Linked DNA regions of Mus musculus: regions 1, 2 and 4 are each linked to region 3. The links are chromatin contacts, called in public promoter capture Hi-C maps. All regions are on one chromosome and are shown on one strand. Each heading gives the region's core, a stretch centred on a gene start, on an enhancer-like site or on the middle of the called end of the contact. The rest is flanking DNA. Distances are from core to core; before and after follow the strand shown.

Evidence for each region. Promoter capture Hi-C pulls out the DNA fragments that hold promoters and counts their contacts.
Region 1: a contact with region 3 is called in a promoter capture Hi-C map of pre-B cells, with 5 times the contacts expected there. The contact joins the enhancer-like site here to the promoter of Twf2 in region 3. A contact is called at or near these places in 8 of 39 promoter capture datasets (the 3T3-L1 cell line, the C10 cell line, cranial neural crest and 4 more), 1 of 115 datasets of contacts at active chromatin or transcription factors (large pre-B cells) and 1 of 9 other capture datasets (liver).
Region 2: a contact with region 3 is called in a promoter capture Hi-C map of liver, with 7 times the contacts expected there. The contact joins the promoter of 4930429P21Rik here to the promoter of Twf2 in region 3. A contact is called at or near these places in 3 of 39 promoter capture datasets (liver and pre-B cells) and 1 of 9 other capture datasets (liver).
Region 4: a promoter capture Hi-C map of liver shows a contact between it and region 3, with 9 times the contacts expected there. The contact joins the promoter of Cyb561d2 here to the promoter of Twf2 in region 3. A contact is called at or near these places in 6 of 39 promoter capture datasets (the C10 cell line, cranial neural crest, liver and 2 more), 1 of 484 Hi-C or Micro-C datasets (CD4 T cells), 5 of 115 datasets of contacts at active chromatin or transcription factors (astrocytes, bone marrow-derived macrophages, embryonic midbrain and 2 more) and 3 of 9 other capture datasets (adipose tissue, liver and pancreatic islet).

Annotation. Positions count from the first base shown.
Region 1 is chr9:104,242,928-104,246,049 of GRCm38.p6, forward strand. All of the region lies in intron 2 of Dnajc13 (DnaJ heat shock protein family (Hsp40) member C13), which reads right to left. Among named protein-coding and RNA genes, the nearest start is that of Dnajc13, 18 kb to the right of the region's middle. Within about 2 kb of position 1,359, at least 57 of the 459 cell types and tissues checked have an H3K27ac peak or open chromatin away from gene starts, as enhancers often do. A contact at or near this core is called in pre-B cells, where this site is marked.
Region 2 is chr9:107,352,347-107,355,580 of GRCm38.p6, forward strand. It overlaps 4930429P21Rik (a long non-coding RNA gene), which reads right to left and starts at 1,712. Exons shown (of 5, transcript XR_003948243.1): 1 at 1,389-1,712.
Region 3 is chr9:106,201,511-106,204,662 of GRCm38.p6, forward strand. It overlaps Twf2 (twinfilin actin binding protein 2), which reads left to right and starts at 1,598. Exons shown (of 9, transcript NM_011876.3): 1 at 1,598-1,774. The coding sequence starts at 1,750.
Region 4 is chr9:107,540,414-107,543,488 of GRCm38.p6, forward strand. It overlaps Cyb561d2 (cytochrome b-561 domain containing 2), which reads right to left and starts at 1,780. Exons shown (of 4, transcript NM_001357289.1): 1 at 1,622-1,780; 2 at 1,084-1,237; 3 at 590-627. The coding sequence starts at 1,210. Nprl2 (NPR2 like, GATOR1 complex subunit) reads left to right here and starts at 1,796. Exons shown (of 11, transcript NM_018879.2): 1 at 1,796-2,040; 2 at 2,569-2,660; 3 at 2,755-2,923. The coding sequence starts at 1,963.

The sequences.
Region 1 (3,122 bases), core at 109-2,608, 2.0 Mb before region 3:
GAAGTGACACCTTGCAGTTTCACTACATTTCCCTGATGATTAAAGACCCTGAGCATTTTTTCACACGTGTGGTCATCTGCATGTTTTTAAAATGACTATGTAGTGCTTTTGTCCCCAGCTTTTTGTCTGTTTGGCTCCTGGAGTTCCTTCCAGGTTCTGACTATTAGCCCCTGGTCAACTGAATAATTTGCAGGTGACATTCTCTCACTCTGGAGCGCGTCCCCACTTGCTCTGGTTCAGTAGCAGGCTTCCAGTTTGATGGCATGTGTTTATTTTGCTTTCTTTTCCTGTGCTTGAGAGTCTTGTTACTCTATCCTGCCCCCCCCCCCCAAATCTTAGCCATTTCAATACCTTAAAATATTTCTGTGTTTTCTTCTCAACATTTTGGTTTAGGCCCTGTATTGGGATTGGTTTTTCGAACTGGTGAGAGGTGAGGGTGTAGTATCATCATCTGTGTCTTTGTGTACATCCAACTTTCCCAGCACTAGCACTGTAAAGGCCATCCCTCCTCAACTCACCACCGCCATGGATGCTAGGTCTACACTAGCCTCTACTCGGCTCCAAAGCTCTGCTTTACCCAGGGCCATGCTACTTCAATCTCTACAGCTTTGTTCAATGTGGAGTAAGCTACATAAGACCTCTTGCTTTCTTTTCCCTCAGGGAGGCTTTAGCAACCTGGGGTTTTGTGGTCGTTTTATTTGGATTTGAGAATTTCTTTTTACGTTGTGAAGAAAAGAAAAAGGCATCTCTTCTCTTGTCCAGCTTGCTCCTGAACATAAGCATAACAAGTTACCGGCTTCACTGTCCTCCTCTCCTCCCCTCCCCTCACCCCCATCCTGCTCTGGGGTCAGTCACCATGACTGTCTCTAATATGAGCATCTGTCACTGAATTTCACAGGCCAAATGTCAATTTTCTACTAGTACTGTGCTTAAAATCCTGTTTGGATACTAAAGTCCCATTCAAATTTATAGCATCTGCTCTGCCAACAAATACTGGAGTGATCCAGGAGAAGTCCATCCTCGTAGATTCCATCTAGAAAAACCAACATGTGACTCTGAAGTTCCCACAGTGGATCTGCACTTCCACTTTAGCTGAACATCTGTTCCTTCCTTCCGGCCTTAAGTGGCTTGCTTAACCCAAAGAGGACATTTTTTTCATGGAAGAAAAGTGCTTTTACTCTCTGTAGTCTCCCTTTCTTGTTCCCAGAAGAAACATGTAATTAAATTATGTATGGACTTCCCGAGTGGGAGAAACAAGTAGAGAAGAAAGCTGCTTTGCCAGCCCGTGGACTAGACTCACAACAACCCTTTACTCATAAAAGCAGGAAGCACCTGCAAGTGAGGCCCGGTGGGACCGCACAAAGATACAGAAATGGGTCACGTGACATCTCTGAGGCACAACCTGGAAGGTTATCTCTAAGTGAGGCCCGTGAAGAGAAAGCAGAGGTACGTATTCATTTGATTGCCACAATCAGTAAATTTCCCCAGATGGAATAGCAATGTGTATGTGTCTAGAATCTCTTAAAACAGGCCCCAATTCTTAAAAAAAAAAAAAAAAACAAAGAAAAGAAAAAATATCACATGGAGAATGTATTGTATAAATACATTTTTAGAGAGAAGGTTCAACTAGGAATTAAAAATAAAATTTTGATTCATGGCTGGGTAGTGGTGGCACACGCCTTTAATCCCAGCACTTGGGAGGCAGAGGCAGGCGGATTTCTGAGTTCCAGGACAGCCTGGTCTACCGAGTGAGTTCCAGGACAGCCAGGGCTACACAAAGAAACCCTGTCTTGAACCCCCCCCCCACAAAAATAATAAATAAATAATAAAATTTTGATTCGTGTTTTAATTTTTTTATGTTAAGACTGTTGAAGAATATTTTAAACTCAGATTCAAATTGGTCAGAAAATAAATAAGAACAATGGATTTTAGTGCTGCACGATGCACACAGCAAACTGAAACCACTGAGAAAAGGGGATTGAAAAGAAAACCCTGTTGAAAGGAACCGCCAAGTAAGTGGAAGGTCTTCTGTTTATGGGTGGGAAACATTAGCTCTGCCGAGTCAACGCCACTAAAACCCCAGCCACTTGCAGTGAGATTAACAATTCTCTGAAAAAGTGATACAGCAGTACAAGAAATGCAGAATAGTCAACATTACTCTGAGGTTGCAGCCTCATACCTCCCTGTCTCAAAGGGTAGAAAACTACATTAAATCAAACCAACACATTAGGGACTTTATCACAGATGGGTATCCAGATCAATGGAATCAAATTGAGAATTCACATTTTGGCAAGGGTGTCAAACATTCAATGGGAAAAGAATGGTCTTTTCTTTTCAACAAGTGATTCAAGTATATGTAGATCTTCATTGCACACCACATAAAATTAATTAAAATTAAAGTTATAGAAGTCACAAAAGGAAATCCATTGTAACCTTAGATTGCTTCTTACAAATGACAAAAAGAACAAGAGACACAAAAGAAGACAAGATGGATTTCATGAAAATTAAAAACTGTGTACTTTTATACAATGGCATCAGGAGAGTTGGAAGGCATCCCTCAGCACTGGAACAATACGTGCCAAACACTGATCTAGGATAGGATTTGTGTTTAAAGTAAAGAATTTCTATAGCTGAGCAATCGGAGAGAGAACTTAATTAAAAATGGGTGAATGAGATTCACACCACCTTGTAAACACCAGTTTTCTCTAACTATGCTCAATGAAATTATGAGAGAATACACACACAGTATTCTACAAGGGTAGAAACTATACTCCCTAACATATAAGTTCATAAAGCAAGAAATTAACAGTTAGTGAGTTTGCTAAGGTAAGTCAGAAGCACTAGTGTTCCAACATTGGCCTACCCAAGAAGCCACCACACCATCAACCAAACCATGAAAAGCGAAGCGTAAGAACAAAAGCTATGCAGACATGTTGTGTTTTACCCATGACCCACCTCAGAGAACTGTGGCCTGCAGAAACCTGTCTGTCCAAGGGAGACACTCAGACTCACTGGTCAGTGCTTCTCAGAATATGCTGCTTTTCTAACAGTCAAGGAGCTCCAGTCAGTGACTATCAATGTATGTAAGGCCTAATTTCATAGCCTTCATTCACTCTACACCA
Region 2 (3,234 bases), core at 462-2,961, 1.2 Mb after region 3:
CATGTCCACTTGTGTGTGTACAATCCTGTGCATACAGATGATTTTACAAAGAACAAATAAATTTTTTTTTCAAGAATCCAAGAGCAAAGCCCAGTGAATGCTAGAGCCTTCATTCAAGAGAGGCATTACAAACTGGGTAGGAGTCAAAGGTGCTGAGACTTACCTGAGAAGACAGTTTCCTCCCCTAGCCCCTGCTCCAGGCACAGGACTGTGCATTAAACAGCCTGCTTCTCAGACCATCCCAGTTTGCACTTCTCAATTCTCACGGTACATCTAGGAACGTGACATCCTTGGAACTTGGTTGGACCCCTGAACAGCAGACCTGAGATCCCTGTATGTCAAACAGGGACCAGTAGGAGGTGGGAAGCTAGAGCCCTTTGAGGTCCCCCAGAAGTCTGGTTTCTATATTATATCTGGCATTGAGAAGCTGGAACCTGCAGGCAGGGGAAGCTGGGAGGGGTGGTCTTTCTCCAAGGCTAGGGATTCTATCTCTGATGGCTCAGGCTAGCTCTGATCAGTAAGTTACCGCCTGGGCTAGTGTCTTAGGGTTTCTGTTGCTATGGTGAAACACCAGGACCATAAACAACTTGGCGAGGAGGAAAGGATTTGATTTCAGTTTACAGTTTCACATTGTAGCCCATCACTGAAAGAAGTCATGGCAGGAGCTTGGATGCAGGAGTCGGTACAGAGGCACCATATAGGGTGCTGCTTACTGACTTGCTCCTCATGGCTTACTCAACGGCTTTCTTATACACCCCAGGACCACCTGCCCAGGAGTAGCACTACCCACAGTGACCTGGGCCTTCCCAAATCAATTACCAATCAGGAAACTGCACCACAGGCTTGTCTACCAACCAAAGGGATGGGGGGTCTTCTCAACTGAGGGTCTTTCTTCCTAAATGACTCTAACTTGTGTCAAGTTGGCATAAAAATACCCAGCATAGCTTAGTCCTTATATTTAGTTGCAACCTCCAGACAGCTTGAACTCCTACTAGCTTGGAAGCAGAGAGAATCGGTCACAGGAGGACGTCCTCCCTAGTGTCCCCCACCGTGTGTAGTTTCTAGAATGTGCAGGGGGGCTAGCAGGGCAGGAGGGGGTCCAGGATGCTGATGATGTCACTAGTGAGTCCCGGAGCCCATTAAGCTTCTCACTGGCCCCTGGATTCCGAGTTCCGCCAGACAAATGAACCTTCTAAATAATATTTCCTGGTGGATCCACATAGGGGAGACACAGATCCTCACAGTGGCCTAAAAGGTGACAACAGCAAACATTACCCAAAGTGGTCAGAAATGTAAACAGGCCAGTTCTAGGGCTGTGGAGGGTTTGAAAAAGACCGAGAATCTGCCTGGAGGGTGGTGAGCTTGGAGAGAGGCTGACTTTCTCTTACCTGGTAGGTAGAAAGCTTGGAGAGAGGCTGGGACTCTCTCCTCTCTCTTGCCTCCTGCCGCACCCCGCTGAGAATATTGGGTACCAAGCTCTCTGTTCTGGGAGATGTTTCTTGAGGCTCCCACGCACATCACCACATGATCTCCAGCCTAGACCTCTCCATCAGAGGCTTGGCCTGGCCCAGAGCAAGACAGGAGGGTCCCTGGGCCAGGCACCCACTGCCTCTTCCATTCTCCCTGGCACCAGGTGCTTTGGTCTATCAGGTGACTGGCAGGCCTCAAGATTCCTCTGAGAGTTCAGGTCTGACATCACAGTGCTCCAGACATCCCTCTTACCACCCACCTTGATTGTCCCAGAGGCTGAGATTTGGGCTAGGTTCTATTTTGCAAAGCTACACACACACACACACACACACACACACTGCTTCCTTCAGTCCATCTGGGTGCTTCTACGAGCACTTCTTCAGTCAGCCTGTTTATAGTGCAGTGGGATGCGGTGGGGGGTGGGGGTGGGGGAGTAGGGAGGGGAGCTCTCAGATCCTGACACAAGAGTTATTGACATGTGGCATCCTTTCTTCCAGACCTCACTCAGAGAGCACAGGCTGAAGCAAGCATTTTCTGTGTGTCTGACATGTGAGGGACAGCCTGCCTTTCAGGACCCACTCTGCTGGCTTAGAGAAAGGGTACTGACCAGAGCTGCTTCCAAAGTTTTAGTCAGGGGAGGCTGCCTAGAGAAGGCACAGAGACATACATGCCCAGTCACTTTCTCTTTCTGCTTGCTGGCCAGGATGTGGGTATGGCTCTGGCCAGCCTATGACTTTTCCCAAGAAATCCCGTGGAAGTTAGCTCTCTCTCCTAGCAAGCTCCGTGGTACCCAGAAGATCTCACAGTCCAGACAGATTCCCTTGTGGTGACCACTCAGGCTTTCCCATCTCAGAGGCAGCTGGAAACCCAGCACAGTAGGTCCCTCATCCACAGCCTGGGGACGAACTTCTGCAGTCATACAATTTAAAGCTTTTTTTCTGGATCCTGGAGCCCCTTAGATCTAAAGCTGGAGATGAGAGCTAACCCCTCAGAAGCTGTCCAAGGAAGGGGACTTAGCAAAATCATCTTAGAGGCCTGGCACCTATGAGCCTAGAGGAGTCAAGATGGTGAGAATAGATGGAAACCTGTCTGCTTGGTACCCAGGCACCCATCTGACATGACCCAGGAGGGCAGAAGACAGGCTTAGGCAAAGGCTGAAGGTTGGATGAAGGCCCAGAGTCCAGCTGCCTGCACTGGTGGGGCTGGAATCTGTGTCTTGCCATGGCTATGATCCTGCTGGATGTCACAACTCAGGGGGCTGCCTTGTGACCTGGAAGGGGAGGACAGGAAAACACCCAATCCTGGTACAGGTCACCCTCACAATGACTTCCCCTGGTCACCCCTCACCCGACTGCTCTTATGATCCCTCAGGACCCTCAGCCTTTCTCTTCCAGACTCACCTGGCTTTTCATCTTTGACCCAGCCAATAGGTTCTCGATTTTGACTAAAACAAGGCAAAGGGAAGCCGAGCATGATGTGTCTGTCTGCCACCCCAGCATTTTAGAGGCACAGACAGTAGGATTGTGAGTTCGAGACCCAGCTGAACTCCATCATAGGAAAAGCCTATCTAAAACCAAAACAAGGAGGAAGACAAAATTGAGGAGGGGAAGAGGGGAAAAAAGGAGCCAGGCATAGTACCTGAGAGTAACTTCTCATGTCCTGCACCCAACCTCCAGCCCGATGCATAGCACCTGCTACACTCCATGTCTGTCCATCCACCCTGTCCTTCTGCTCCTTTGTCAGAGAGGCACGGGGACCGATCCA
Region 3 (3,152 bases), core at 348-2,847:
ACACCCCCCCCTTTCTTTCTTTCTTTCTTCCTTCCTATTTACTTATGAGACAAAAATCTAACCATGTAGACCAGGATGGCCTTGAAGGCCTTTGCTTCCTTAGTTCTGGATTATAGTTATTTGCCAACATACCTGATTTATGTAGTGCTAAGGATCAAACCTAGTACTTCACACATGTCACGCAGGTTAGAATGATCTATCAGCTGAGCCAGCCCAAGGATGCCATTTGAACTTGAGTTCTCTCACAGATTTGGGGTGTGTGTGTGTAGTATATACATACACTGTGTATGTTAGAGTACAATGTGGAAACCAGAGGTGGATGCCAGCCAGTCAGCCTCTATTGCGCTTTCTCTCTCTCTCTCTCTCTCTCTCTCTCTCTCTCTCTCTCTCTCTCTCTCTCTCTCTCTCTCTCTCTCTCTCTCTCCATTTGGCTGGGTTGGCTGACTAATAAGCAAATAAGCCCCAATAGGTATTGGCCTGTCTCCTCAAACTCCCTCTCCCAAGGTCCCCAGCCTCCCTGCACAGTCCAAGGGGAAAGCCAAGTGTCTTCATTCTGTTGCCGGGAATCTGAAATTATATGCTAACTCAGCACTTTACTGACTGAGCCATCTCTCATTAAGTTATCTATTTTTTAAAGTTTTTATTTATTTCAGTAAAAAAAAAATTTTGGTGTGTGTCTGGGTGTTTGGCCCGCATGTATCTATGTGCACAATGTCCGTGTCTAATCCCAGGAGGCCAGAAGAAGGAACAGTTGTGTCATGTGGGTGCTGGGAACCAAACTTGAGTCCTATGCAAAAGCAGCTAATGCTCTTGACCACTGAGCCATCTGTCCAGTCCCGTTTATCTATTTTTTAATAACAAGGTCCAGGGTGGAGAGATGTTTCTGAGGTTAAAGAGTACTAGCTGCTATTCGGCCGTTAGTCTGTAAGAGCAGTAGGAAAGGCTGCTGGGAATAGAGGCAAGGTCATTAGGAATTGGGAAGTTCCTCAGGTTGACTTCCAGTCCTTCCACCACTGGGTCACACTTAGCACATGCACCGTCTTTTTGGAAAACTTTCCTCAGCCTTGTTAGGTCACCTCGGTCTCTCCTACCGTATTCCTTCCAAAATTCATTTCCTCCTATGGCCATTCACTTTCTCAGCGTTGGGCTCCAGACACCGTGCACCTGATGACTGGTAGGAAATCAGTACACACACACACACACACACACACACACACACACACACACACACACACACACACACACACACACACATACACACACACACACTCACACTCACGACCACACACGAGCGCGTGCCCACCTACACTGAGATCACCTCACCATCACAAACGGGTACGCCTGGATCGGCCCTCACTCTCAAACCTCCTCCGCGGCAAGCTCACAGCCCCTCCCACGCCCAAGTGCGGATCCGCCCACAGACCTCCAGGATCCTGGCCTACAAGGGACCACCCACACAATCCCTTGGGGCCCCTTCTTGGCCATGAAGGTGGTAGCGGCCGGGCACTGGGCCATCCGGACCCCGGCGCCCGCTGCGCGCACGCGCGGCACCAATGCCCGCCTCTGCCGGCCTCGCCCTCCGGGGGCGGGGCGCGCTGGGGGCGGGTCCTGCGGCACCGCCCGGGAAGCTGCGCGAGGCTCGGTGCCGTCGCCACATCCTCCGGAGCTCTGGGTCCAGGCGAGCCGAGTCGAGCCGGGCCAGGACCAAGAGGAGAACTCCGACGGCACGGGCGAGCCGAAAGCTGAGCCATGGCGCACCAGACCGGCATCCACGGTGAGGGCGGATGGAGGGCGGACAGGGGCTCCGCCGCGCTGGTTCTCCGCGCTAGGTCCCTTCATCCTTCTCTTCCTTGTACCCTCCTGGGAAGCTTCCTGTTCTCTTTTGCAACCGCGAGTCCCTGGGATGGACACGTCTTGGGGCAGAACAGACTGTTGTACATAGCTGGGAGTGGGTGCACATGGATGCACACAGCGAGGGTGGAAGTATCTTGTGTACCCAACTGGGGGCGGATGTGCCTGTGTATACTGGTCTGGGTATTTTTGTTCTTTTCTGGAGGTGGGGTGTACCCGGATGTGCACATCTGGAAAAGTGTACATGGGTGTACACATGTTCTCTGTATACAGTCCAGTATGTGCACATCTGGATGAGACTTGGTTATGCCTGTCCAGGCTTCTTCGTGTGCATGCACTAGTGGCTGGTTTTGGACACTCTAGGTTCCATCTCAGACATCAGTGTTTCCTGGCTGCACGCACAGAAACTGTGGGTATCTGCATGTGTGCACAGTTCAGGCACATCTCAGTATGTGTGTGTTAGCATGGGTGTTTGCATGGGTGTCTTATGACTGACATGGGCTTATGTGTATGTGTGGAGAGGGTAGCCTGACCTTTTCTCCTTTCAGGACCCCTAGACTCTTGCAGACTAGGTTGGACAGAAGCTGGAATGGAGCCCTCCTTCTTAAGTAGAATGGGGAGAACTGCACATCTGACCTTGGCCTCTGACTTCTTCCCTTTTCCATTGTGATCTCTCTATCGCTGCTCCAGCCAGGCCTGCAAAGTCCCAACTTCAAGCTGGAAGCAGGGGAACGGGTCAGGATTCAGACTTTATAGGGGAGCTCCTGCCTCCACCCTCATCTACAGGAAGCTTCTACAGCCCAGGGCGTGACACCCATAGCCCCCCTCCAGGGCCCCAGTTTCCTCCTTGGAGAGACTTAAGAAAGAAGCAATAGCTGGGAGCCAGGTATTTTGTCCCCATTTGTTATGGGCCTGGAAGGGCTGCTTCCCTGGCCAGTAGGGAAGGCCAGGCTGCTTGCCCAGACAGCTTGTTGGTTTGGCCATCAGCCACTCCTACCACCACATCATGATTCCCTGACCAGGGCTACCACCATCGACCAGCCTGACTGCCGGAATCCCTGCCTGCGGTTGTGGCTGCTTGGTGGATGGACAAGCCAAGAGACTTTCCCTGCCCTAGCCCATCCCCATCCTGTTTGTCCTGAGCATGCAGGGACCTGGATCAAGCCTGGCCACCCACAGGTGGGCCAGCCTCTCCTAGAGATGGAGGAGCAGGTTTCTTGAGTCAGCCCCAAAGAGGGGAACTGTCAGGGTAAACTGCTGCCTGGCCTGCCCCTTCCTTCCTCTTTGTCTGGTCTGAGCTG
Region 4 (3,075 bases), core at 530-3,029, 1.3 Mb after region 3:
TGAGCACTTAACCCTCCACAAAGGTGCACCCCCTTCCGTCCCCTTCCCCCAAGGACAAAATGCTGCACTTGATAAGATGAAGGCCCTGTGTGGCACAAAATGGCTGCCCTGAGTAGTTAGAGCTGCCTCTCCAGACTTCTTCCTGGGTGTTTTTCTGAAATGTCACCTCGGCTATGTGACCCAGCAAACAAGGTTTGAGACATGGCAGTTATAAATGATTCACAAGCTTTGTCTCCCTTCCATGGGGCAGGATACAATTTCTTGGCAAGAGCTAGCCACACGGGTGCACTGTTTCAGGGACAATTAGATGCATCACCAGAAATTAAGGTTTTTAGGGACAGAGCAGCCTCCAAATGCCATTTCTCAGCTTCCTAGCTGGAGGTGAGAGAAGCCGCCCTTTTGTGCTTGGGTGAGCTTCATCTGTTCGTCCTGGGTCATGAATACCGTTTTCAAGCCTTGGATATTCGTCAGAAGCAGGAGTGAGGACATACAGCTCGTCTACACTGGCACTAAATGCCTACAAGGATTCTGAGAGCCACCAACAACGCCCACATTCTACCCCTAAAAGCTACCCAAACCCACTACTTACAGCCAGAGACATAAGAACGGGGTGCCAGGAGAACAGACCTGGAATGAGAAGAGGGCGCCTCATGGAACTAGGGAAAAAGAAACCAGCATACCAGGCTCTATAGCCGGGATGGACAGCCCATCCATCACCCAAGGAGGGGTCAAAATGCGAGCCTCCTCCAGTAACAAGCTCATCTTACCCACCCCCTGTTCTCTTCCCTGGACAGAAAGCACGCTCTGCCACTCCTCTGGCGGCTCCTTCCTCCAGCATCCCCACAAGTCAGGAATGAAATGCCAAATCAAAGGAAGAGAAGCCATGTACTTAAAGCTTGCCCTGGCGGGCAGAGCCCCCACACTGGTCTGCTCTTCCCACGACGTTAAATACGTTCAACAGAGAATATCCTTCAGCCAGTCAATCCTGTTCTCAGGAGTTACGCCCATCGTTTCCTACTGCCCCCTGTTCCCCAAGAGAAGTAGCTTTTCCCTTCCCATAAGTGGACTATGAATTCTACTTACTGGAGCCAGGTCTGGCAAGCACAGCAACAAAGATGGTAAAGCCTAACGCCACGAGGTGGGCTGCAGCCCCAGAGGCAGTGCGCAGAGCTCGGTAGATATGCGACTCCGTCTCCACAGAAAGGGCCATGGTCAGCCCAGCCGATAGCTGCACAGCCTGAAAGCATCGTAGGCGTTGGCAAGAGTGCCCACTGTCCACGCCCCTCACTGGGGACAGTAACTCAGGACAGAAATGGCACCTTTTCCCGGAGAAGTTATGACAGGAGCAGAGTAGTGCCGGCACTAACAGTCCCAACTTAGCAGTCTACCTGTCAAACACCTGTATTTGAAGTGGTAACGATCGCACCTTCCAAGTGGGAGGAGGAAGACTACAAATCCCAGAATGCAGCACGTCATCGTTAGCCGGAACGGAAGGCGTGGAGCACTACGGGAATTGTATTTCCCAGCTGCTTCCCTACCTAAGCGTGAATTTCTTTGCACACTGCCTCCCCATGTGCACCTGACACGCTGTACCTCCACCGTAGAATTTTGCCCTCCTCACCTGCTTCTCAGGTTCTACGCAGTGACTTCCTCCAAAATAAACTGGACCCTCGGCCCCGCCAGCCGCGCCACCGCTCCGTTACGGAGTAGCTTCACTTCCGGGTGCGATGTCTACCCACCCGAGACTTCCTGGGACAAGCCCCCTCCCATCCCATCCAGCGGCAACCACGCCCCCTGAGTCGCCCTGCGCAGGCGCTGTTGAGTTGACGGCTCGTTGGGTTTGCGCTCACAAACCTGTGTGACCTACCCGGGCCTCTTTCTCTTTTTGACAGGGTATTCCAAGGCGTAGAGGCGATCCCCACACGAAAAACAGGGATTACAGACTTGGATCCAGACAGCGCCATGGGCAGCAGCTGCCGCATCGAATGTATATTCTTCAGCGAGTTCCACCCAACGCTGGGACCCAAAATTACCTATCAGGTGCCTTCCACACTCCCGGACTAGGCGAGGGGAGGGATGCTCTCTGGAGCTCAGCTGGCCGCCTGGAGGGGTTGTGGTTCATCCACGCGTGTCTCTTCCATTGAATGGAGAGGGTACACAGACCCAGGTCTCCGGTTTCTAGTGTGGGGGAGGAGTTTTGTCCCCCAAACTGAATCAGGTTCTAGTGTGGGGGAGGAGTTTTGTCCCCCAAACAGAATCAGGCTATAGGTTTCGGGGAGGTGCTAAGGCTCATGAAGGTTTAGATGACCCAAGAGAAACACTGGACCAAGACAAATGATATATAAAAGTTAGGTGAGGGTAGAAAGGGGTATTCCAGGTAGTGGGAATAGTGAACGCAAAAGCCAAGGGAGCTTGCCAAAACATAGCATGTGTTTGGAAGCACAAAGTAGACCACTGGGTGGATGAGGGAAGAAAACGGTAGAGGGACTTGTGCCTGGGTGGGCTGTAAAAATCTGCCCGGACCCAACGTCCACTGAGGGAGCTCTCTCTCATGGCTGCCTTCTCCAGGTCCCTGAGGATTTCATCTCGCGAGAACTGTTTGACACGGTCCAGGTGTACATCATCACCAAGCCCGAGTTACAGAACAAGCTCATCACTGTGTGAGGCTTTAGTTGGGTGGGAGGAGAGGGGTCCCAGCCTGGCTTGGGGGTGGGGGTGGGGGCGGGGCAGGCTGACTCTGTTCTACCTCTCCAGCACAGCCATGGAGAAGAAGCTGATTGGCTGCCCCGTGTGCATTGAACACAAGAAGTACAGCCGCAATGCTCTCCTCTTCAACCTGGGCTTTGTGTGTGACGCTCAGGCTAAGACTTGTGCCCTGGAACCCATCGTTAAAAAGCTGGCCGGCTACTTGACCACGCTGGAGGTCTGCAGCAAGATGGGGCCAGGGTGGGTGGGTGGGTGCGTCCGTGGTGGGCACAGGTGGGGAGAGAGTTCCTGTGTCTTGAATCCCCAGCCTCCAGCAGCTAGCTCCATGTTGCTGCAGCAGGGAGCCTGAGGTGTGGTCACTCACTGTGC